Regions from separate parts of the Anser cygnoides genome. Here regions 1 and 2 are each linked to region 3. Evidence: chromatin contacts called from public Hi-C data. All regions are on one chromosome and are shown on one strand. Each heading gives the region's core, a stretch centred on a gene start, on an enhancer-like site or on the middle of the called end of the contact. The rest is flanking DNA. Distances are from core to core; before and after follow the strand shown. Region 1 holds the start of CTTN (cortactin). Region 2 holds the start of FADD (Fas associated via death domain). Region 3 holds the start of FGF19 (fibroblast growth factor 19).

What was found. A called contact is a pair of places that touch in the nucleus more often than the background predicts.
Region 1: a contact with region 3 is called in a Hi-C map of granulosa cells, with 2.3 times the contacts expected there. The contact joins the promoter of CTTN here to the promoter of FGF19 in region 3. A contact is called at or near these places in 2 of 7 Hi-C or Micro-C datasets (granulosa cells and liver).
Region 2: a Hi-C map of liver shows a contact between it and region 3, with 2.4 times the contacts expected there. The contact joins the promoter of FADD here to the promoter of FGF19 in region 3. A contact is called at or near these places in 3 of 7 Hi-C or Micro-C datasets (granulosa cells and liver).

The regions. Positions count from the first base shown.
Region 1 is chr5:18,473,228-18,475,968 of Taihu_goose_T2T_genome, reverse strand. CTTN (cortactin) reads left to right here and starts at 1,488. Exons shown (of 15, transcript XM_048058736.2): 1 at 1,488-1,635.
Region 2 is chr5:18,556,586-18,559,352 of Taihu_goose_T2T_genome, reverse strand. FADD (Fas associated via death domain) reads left to right here and starts at 1,334. Exons shown (of 2, transcript XM_013194898.3): 1 at 1,334-1,950; 2 at 2,378-2,767. The coding sequence starts at 1,650. The coding sequence ends at 2,664.
Region 3 is chr5:18,819,135-18,821,834 of Taihu_goose_T2T_genome, reverse strand. FGF19 (fibroblast growth factor 19) reads right to left here and starts at 1,422. Exons shown (of 3, transcript XM_048058590.2): 1 at 825-1,422; 2 at 627-730. The coding sequence starts at 1,068.

The sequences.
Region 1 (2,741 bases), core at 239-2,738, 350 kb after region 3:
AGAACTCTTTTTATCTGTAATAAAGAGATGATAGAATTATTTGAGAACTTTACACTTCCAATTTTTGCATGTTTAGAGGGCAGGTAATCTAAGAAGAGATGTTAGGAGGAAGGTGAAGCTTTAAGCTATGCAGAATTAGAGGACAAGAAGTTGCTTTTGTGATGTCTTATGGATAGTAGTGATTTATCATGCCAGAACTTGAAGTGGGGTGTACGTGAAGTGATTCAAAGCAGCGTTTGTGCTTGGCCTATACCTACCTGGTCTTGAGAGGAATTTGTCCTGCTGTTGTCTTCTCTAAAAGAGCATGGCCACTGCTATGAAACTTGCTGAAGCTAAGTGCACTAAGGAGTTGGGGGGGGGGGGGGGGGGGGGAGACGGAACGACAGGACAAGTAATTTTCAGTTACTTAAACACAGATAACAGTGTTGAAGTACTATTACACTCATTCTTCAGTGTTTAAAGAGGTAGTTAAAGGATATTTTGGTTGCAATTCAGGAACTCTATTGCCTTCAGCTGGGAAGCTTTTTCTTTTCTGGCATTTATTCTGAATAATTTGCTGGTATTATTCTGTTCATTCGGGAGTCGTTTTATTGCACTAGTCGTTTTTGCACAAATGGCAATTAGTCTAATTAAGGTAGCAGCACTGTGTACTTCTATGGCATATAGGAACAGATAGATGAAATTTTTTAAAAAAGAGGTTGATATTCCTATCTGTAATCAGGATCGATGAATACTCTGAAAAGGCTTAGGAAGAGTAACAGAAATAATAGGGAGAGGATCCAGGTTCTCTGAGTCTGCTTTCTGCTCTAGCAGACATCTGTTTAAGTTTAGCCTAATTTTTAATATGCCATATATTTTAAGTCTAGAGTAACTTATATTTCTTACTGGAAAAACTAAGCCCCTTTATACAGTGAACGGGTACATCTGACTACATGTGACGAGGTAGTTCTCTTGCTCCAGCTGGCAGCTGGTAAGTCATGTGTTTGCCTCCAAAACTTTTAGAAACTGGCCTGGCTTTTTTCATATTATCACCCTTCATTATGGTTGCAGTTTATGTATATTTTTCCCCTAGAAATATTCCTTCGACCTTTTCCTACCTCCCAAAGATTACAACCCGTGACAGCTGTTACCCTGTCAGTAACATCACCTAGGACTTGACCTTTTAAAACCCGAGGTGGGCATTGGTTTGTTCGTTTTCCGAGTAATTCAGCTATTTTCCGTTTAATTCAGCCCCCTTGTCAGCAGTCACATGCCATCGTGCTAAGGCGAGGGGAAACCCCTCAGGACCTTCCCTCACCATTTCCAAGACATGGCGCAAAAGCGAGTACAGTAAAGAAAATAAAAGGCGTGTTCGGAACGATACAAAACGCGGCGTACAGCCTCTTAAAAGGCCTGGCGGGGCATCGCAGCAGCCCTTTCCCTGCCGCTGCCCTTTCGGAGGCCGGGCCGGGAGCCGCCGCGGCGGTGCCAGCCGGGCCGAGGGGAGGGCGCTCGGCGGGGCGGGGCGGCCCGGGGCGGCCATCTCCCACCTGGAGCCGCCCCGCCGTGCGGGAAGAGGAAGTGGGAGCTCGGGAGAAGCGGAAATCGCCGCCGCCGTCCGCCCGGGAAGCAGCCGCGGAGCCGGCGGCCACCAGTGTAAGCGCTGGGCCGGGCCGGGCCGGTCGCGTCTCGCCGCCGGCCGCCCGGGAGCGGGGGGAGCGGGGGGCGTCGCGGCGGGGCTGCGGGCTGCGGGCCGCGGGCCCGGGCACCCCCCGCGCACAGAGGCCCCGCGGGGCCGCGCTCCTCGGGGTCCCCGGGGCCTCGGGGCGGGAGGCGGCGGCGGCTCGCCCGGCCGCACGGAGCTGCTGGAGCCCACGGCGTGCGGTTAGCCTGGGTCCGCCGGAGCCGCGGCGTCCTGTCGGTTTTATTCCTTCAGGGGTTTGCCCGTGTGAGCCGGTGACTCATTAACAGCTCACGGTGCTGCTCCGAGCTGCCGCCAGCGCCCAGGCGGCCATCGGGGTCTGTGCTGGCTGCCCTGCCCCTGCTCGTCGGGGCCGGGGCCGAGCCGGGGAGAAACGTGGCGGAGTCGGGATTTTGTAAGGATGTGCGTGCGAAACCTTCCTTTCTCGGTTATTGTTTGCAAGAGGCCAAGGAGGAAGCAGAGAAATCCAGCCTTAAGGATCTAGCCTTTGTGCTTTTAAATACCTGAGCACAGCTGAACGCACAAAAGGGAAAAAAAAAAAAGGAAGTGATTTAACTGTGTACTTGGGGAAGAGCATTCGCCTTACATCCAGCTGGGTAGGTGAAGTCACCGTGTGTGTGTATACACGTAATTCAGCCCCTGACGTTCGGGAATCGAGCACAGGTAACTTGCTGTGTATGGCATGGACTGAGGGTACAAGCTGTCCCTTGAAGCAGTGACCGTAAATTTGCATTTGGTTGTGAGCGAGAAGTTGGACCTCACACCCAGTTTCACTACTGAGCTGCTTCGGTTCTCCTTTCCAATACTTTTTTGGTAAGAAATTTGTTTTTAGGGATGGCTGTATGGCAAACTAAAAGAGTAGGAGAACCTGAGACACGATAGCATGAGAAAAGGCTTTAGACAGAGAATATCCTAAGCAGAAGGGAAACCTCCCGCTGTTTTGTCATCTGCTCTACTTTTACACCCTCCTTCCAGACCAGCCTGTAGTTTGCTACCTTGGGTTTGCTTATTTTTCAGTTGCCATTGTTCTGGGATTTCTGAAGTGCTCCATACGACTGGT
Region 2 (2,767 bases), core at 85-2,584, 260 kb after region 3:
GAAACAGGATGCTGAAAATCTAGCAATTTTATCTAAGGAGGGCTTGTGCCTGTGGGAATTTTAGAAACGTTTTGGGAGTAGGAGTTGTTCCTCAAGTCGGAATGTGAGACTGGAGAAGGAGATGTGGAAAATGATAACTCCCAAGTTTGTGTATCTGAGACTGCAATATCTTTATGGCATGGACCAGAGTTCTATTTGTGTGTTGCAACAATAATATATTAAAGGATGCACTGGGAACAACTTAGTAATGGGATAATTTCGGGAATCAACAAAAGGTAGTTCAGGACTTTCCTTGTTCCTATCTATGCTGTGCCGTAAACCATTATAGTTGATCTGAATTTTGCAGACCTACAAAACGATGTCACGAACTTGAACTTTCCCTTTCAAGAAAAGTTCACAACCTTTCACCTTCTATAAAAATTGGCTTTAAGACATGGAGACTTAAAATTTGCCCTACTTCTGTTGTAAAGGTCAGAAGTTATTTCATGTCACAATTAACCTTTGTGAGCAACAAGGCCCACACGACAAGTCCTGTGTTTCTAGGTTAAGGCTTGGGTCTCTGCGGGTAGCAGAGCCAGTGCGTGGAGGGCAGAGGCTGCTTTCCTGGGTGGCTGCCAGAGATACCATGGCAATAGCAGTGTCTCTTTGGGAAAGGGTCTCTGATACTGCCTTTCTTGCTCTGTCAAGTCTGTTCATCAATAATTGGTCTCCTTTCCCCCCTTTGCAAAAAGAAAATAAATAAAAAAGCTCCCAAAATAACCCTTGTAGATTTAGGCGGTATGTAAAACATTAAATAAGTGATAAGTCTCACGAAAAGGCTAATAATTCTGTGTTTAACGGGGGAACCTACGATGCAGGGAGCTGGCTCTACTTGTGCAGCAGGAGACGGGCAGTGTCAAACCTGGCTCCAAGCACACATTTTTAATTCAGTACCACATAACAAGTCAGTTAATCTCCGAGGTATTCAGAGCACTGTGCGGCTCCTAATAACAGACCAGCTGGCAGTGAGCACGGCGACCGGCATTTTGGTGCTGTCAGCGCCTCAGGCACTACCGGGTGGCAGGGAGCTCAGCAGGCTGCAGCCCGCCTCTGACACCTCAGCACGGCGACTCGGCCCCGGGAGCAACAGCCGAGACACCCCACGCGGAGACTGAGAGGCGGCGAGGGTTATTTTTCCAATGAACTAGCGCACAGCCAGGCAGCCCCGCTGCTGACACCCGTGGGCTGAGGTGTCCGGGCACCCGTAGGCGACGGGGGCGCTTCCTCGTAATTCTTTATTTTGAAACACGCGGGGCCTTCTCGCTGCCAGACGCCGCCAGCAGGGCCCGCCTGCGGGGCGGAACCGCCCAGCACCAAGGCGTCGGCCGCCATCTTCTAGCGCCGCCAGGGAGCCCGGTGCTGCCATCGCGCGGCTGCCGGCGGGCGGGAGCAGGGCCGGGGCAGCAGCGCTCCGCCATCGCGGCGGGGCGGGGGCCGGGCCGGGCTTCGCTTCGGTTCGTTTCGTTTCTTGTCCCTGCAGTGTCCGGCCTCCCCGCGGAGTCGCTCAGCGGAAACAGGAACGAAATCCGCTCGCGGAGGCGGGACTCCGCCAGCCTTCCCTTGCTGCCCGCGTCTCGCCTGGCGCCGGCCCCCCTGTAGGCCTCGGTACCATGGACCCGTTTCTGACCCTGCTGCATTCCTTTTCCTCGAGCTTGTCGGCCGGGGAGCTGCGTGATCTGAAATTCCTCTGCCAGGACAAGATTGGGAAGAGGAAGCTTGAGTCTGTCCAAAGCGGCGCGGAGCTCTTCAACTTCCTCCTCGAGCAGCAGGTGATATCAAGCCACAATGTGGACTTTCTCAAAACGATGCTTATGGTCATTAAAAGAGAAGATTTGACTACACGGCTAGAGCATTTTGTAGAGGAAGGAGAAGCTAATGTACCTGATGATCAACCAGATGTGAATGAAAAACGTAGGTGGATTTTTTTTTTATTCTTTTGACATTTTTTTTTTTCCAAAATAAGCACAATAAGTACATACACATCCTCAAGACATGGGTCTGCTTGGAGCACGATTGCCTGCTGTGGCTGAGTCCACTGCTGACAGTGCTTCTGCTACTTAACTGCTGCACAGGACAGTGTTATATCCTGGAAGAGTACCATGAGGGCAGCATATGCTGTGAACAGCTTGCCAGAGTGGGAATTACTTCTCTGTTACGCCTAATGGTCACTTGAATGTTTGCTATATACTTGGACCTCCTGGTATATGCAGTGGCTTTTCAGACATGATGTGACATACAGTGTGTGTAATACAGTAAAAGTAGTAGCATTTTGCTTAATAAAAATACTATCTAATGTTACTTTTGGAAATCCATCATTAACATATTTTTGCTATTTCAGGTCTGCAGAAGGTAGCTATTGAAGTCATATGTGAAAATGTTGGGAGAGACTGGAAAATGCTGGTGCGGAAACTTGGCTTTTCTGAAGTGAAAATGGACAGAATAATAGCAGCCAATCCCCTTAATTTGAAGGAACAATTGGTTCAGTCACTTCGAGAGTGGCAGAAATGGAAGGGGAAAGATGCAAAGGTGACTGACTTAACAAAAGCTCTTCGAGACTGTAACATGAACTTGGTGGCAGACCTAGTTGAACAGAAGCTCGTGCAACTGAACATTGAAACCAAGTGAAATCAGTGTAAAAACTCATTCACATCTGTGATGTGAAAGTAAAAAAGCAGAAGTGTCTTCTCATGTTCAAAACCAAAATCACTGTGATTGGGTCTGTTAATTC
Region 3 (2,700 bases), core at 173-2,672:
GCTCACATCCTAGCAGCTCATGCATGTGGTTTACCAATCCGAGTTTATACCACTGCTGATGTCCAGCAGATATGCTGGCGTACTGAGATGATGAGCACGAGCTAACAGTGTGGGATCAGTGAGTCACTAAACTCCTCAGCCTCCAAGAGTCCCGCAGGTGTGCTGTTATCCCAAGCCAGAAGTGGGACAACGGGGATTAGTCCTTCCTGCCCGAGTCCCGTTTCTGTTTGGTACTACCTAGGGGTCAGCAACCCCGTGTGGCAGCTATCTGGGTGCATCTCCCTTCCAAAGGAGGCATCTTATATATATATATATTGGAATATCTGAGCTGAACAGCGAGAAATTATTCAGATCCAATGGCCAGACTTAATCTGTTTCTGGGTCAGAACTGCAGCCACCAACCGATGAGACTTTTCAAACGCCCCCAGTTCTGGTCTATACTATATTTTCTGTATACAACACATACGCTGCATTCGGAACGCTGTTCCCGTGTTGCCTCCTTCTAATAACCCCCTTCAGGCGACGAGAATCGCCCCCCGGTCCTACAGCGAAAAGGGGGCGCCTGGGGAGGGGATGGGGGGGCTGGCGAGCCCGGGGCAGAGCCGGGGCCGGGGGTCGCAGCTCACCTGCCCGTGCAGCCGCCCCGCCTCGTCCATGCAGAGGTAGCGGGAGCTCAGCACGCCCTTGATGGCCACGGTGCGCACCGCCACGGCGCGGATCTCCAGCAGACCTGCGGGGCACAGGGGAGAGAGCGGCGTGAGCCCGTCCCGTCCCGTCCCGTCCCGTCCCGTCCCGCCCCGTCCCCGCAGCGCCCCGCTACTCACTGTGCGGGCTCTGGCTGCCGGCCGCGTCCACCCGGCCGTCGCCGCCGATCCTGAGGAAGCAGCTGAAGAGCCCGTGCTTGCTGGCGGTGTAGAGGTGCCGCAGCCGGATGGGCTCCCCCCAGCCGTAGTTGACGTGCGGGCCGGCGTCGGGCAGCGGCAGCGAGCGGGCGGCGGCGGCGGCGGCGGCGGCGGCGAGCCCCAGCAGCGCCAGGGCGGCGCGGCGGGCGGCGGGGCGCGGCCCCATGGCGGGCGGCACGGAGGGGCGCGGAGCGAGGGGAGGGGAGGCCGGGCGCTCGCCTCGGCTGGCGGTGCCGCGGGATGTAGCACGGGCGAAGCCGGCCCCCCGGCCTTTTATAGGCCTCCGTTATCAGCCCGATCGATTCGGCCGCATCCAGCTCCAATATAGAGCCCGTTTCATAGCGGGAATTGGCCGGGGCGGGCACTCCCCCCGAAAATATTGATCGGGTGACATCATGGCGCAGGGGACACCCTGAAGGCGCTCCCTCCCCATCCGCACCTCCGAGATTCCCCGTCGGGGCTCCGGCCGCGCCCCTCCCCGCCACCCCGGGCTGCCCCGACGGGCCGTGCCGTGCCGTGCCGTGCCGTGCCGTGCCGGGCCGTGCCGTGCCGGGCCGTGCCGGGCCGTGCCGGGCGGTACCGCACCCCTGCCCTGAACTGAGCCCCGAAGCACACGGGGCCGGGGGTGCGCGACCCGCAGGCGTGGAGGTGCCCCGGGGCACCGTCCGGAGCCGAGCCTCGGCGCTGCCGCTTGCCCGTCCCGCATTTCCCCGGTCAGAAACCGGGCGGCTGCGGCCCCGGGGATGCCTGTGCGACCTGGCTGGGAGAGGGAGCCGGGTCTCCGCCGCCGCCGCCTGGCACCGGCGGGCGCGGGCAGGGCGGGGGGCGCCGCCTCCGCTCCCCCCCGGCTGCTCCGGGCCGTATTGCCGCCCGGCCATCCCCCGCCGGGTCGCTAGATGGAGCCTGGCACCCGGCGTGCGGGCTGGCCTCGCCGTCGGGGAGCTGCTGCATGGGGGGCTCTCCAGCTCCTGTCCTTCCCCGTTCGCACCTAGAAATCGGGGGGGAAAAAAATAAATAAATTGTGTAGTAAAACTGCATCGCCCCCGGCCAGGAGCCCGGCATAAGCATGAAGCAGATTTTGTCCCGGTCCGCGTACCAGCAGCTTTTTCCAGGTGGGCTCGTTTCATGGAAAGAAGCAGACACGCACCTCTTGTTTGCTCAGTGCATTCAACATCTCAGGGGCACGCCAGAGGGATCACTGCTGACTCTTCTGTTGTCCATCCAAACTAAGCACTAAAGGAATTTTCTCAGATCCCAAGAGAGAAACTATGCACCGATGGAATTTCATAAAGAAAGACAAAACCTTTCCCCCACAGGACACATAAACTAACAGTTAAGCAAACTATAACCTTGCCCCAGCAACTTCTCTGAAGCAAGCAAACAAAACCTTCCTGTCAGCTCCCAAATACTGTTTTACTACCTGCTTACTTTCATCTTTTTGTCTGTACACTTGCATCTCTATCCTGTAAACACTCATACAAATAACTTTTCTTTATGACTAATCCTAGCTCAGTGAGGCTGTGCATATAGACAAGGCCATGCAAAATCACAGAGCTCTGCAGGACGATGGCCTGCACGTGTATACATGCTTACATGGTGCATAATCATCACGTGTACCTTACGGCACTGAAGTTACCACATTGGTTATTTAGTGTTTGAATGATCAGGGCCTTGCATCACCAGCTCCGTGGAGCAAGGGATTATATGTCACCAGCCACTTCAAAAGCAACCACTGCTTTTGACTACCTCTTTTTCCTTTTTGGTGGTCAGTTTGAGGGACCCAGAAAGAAGCCCAGCT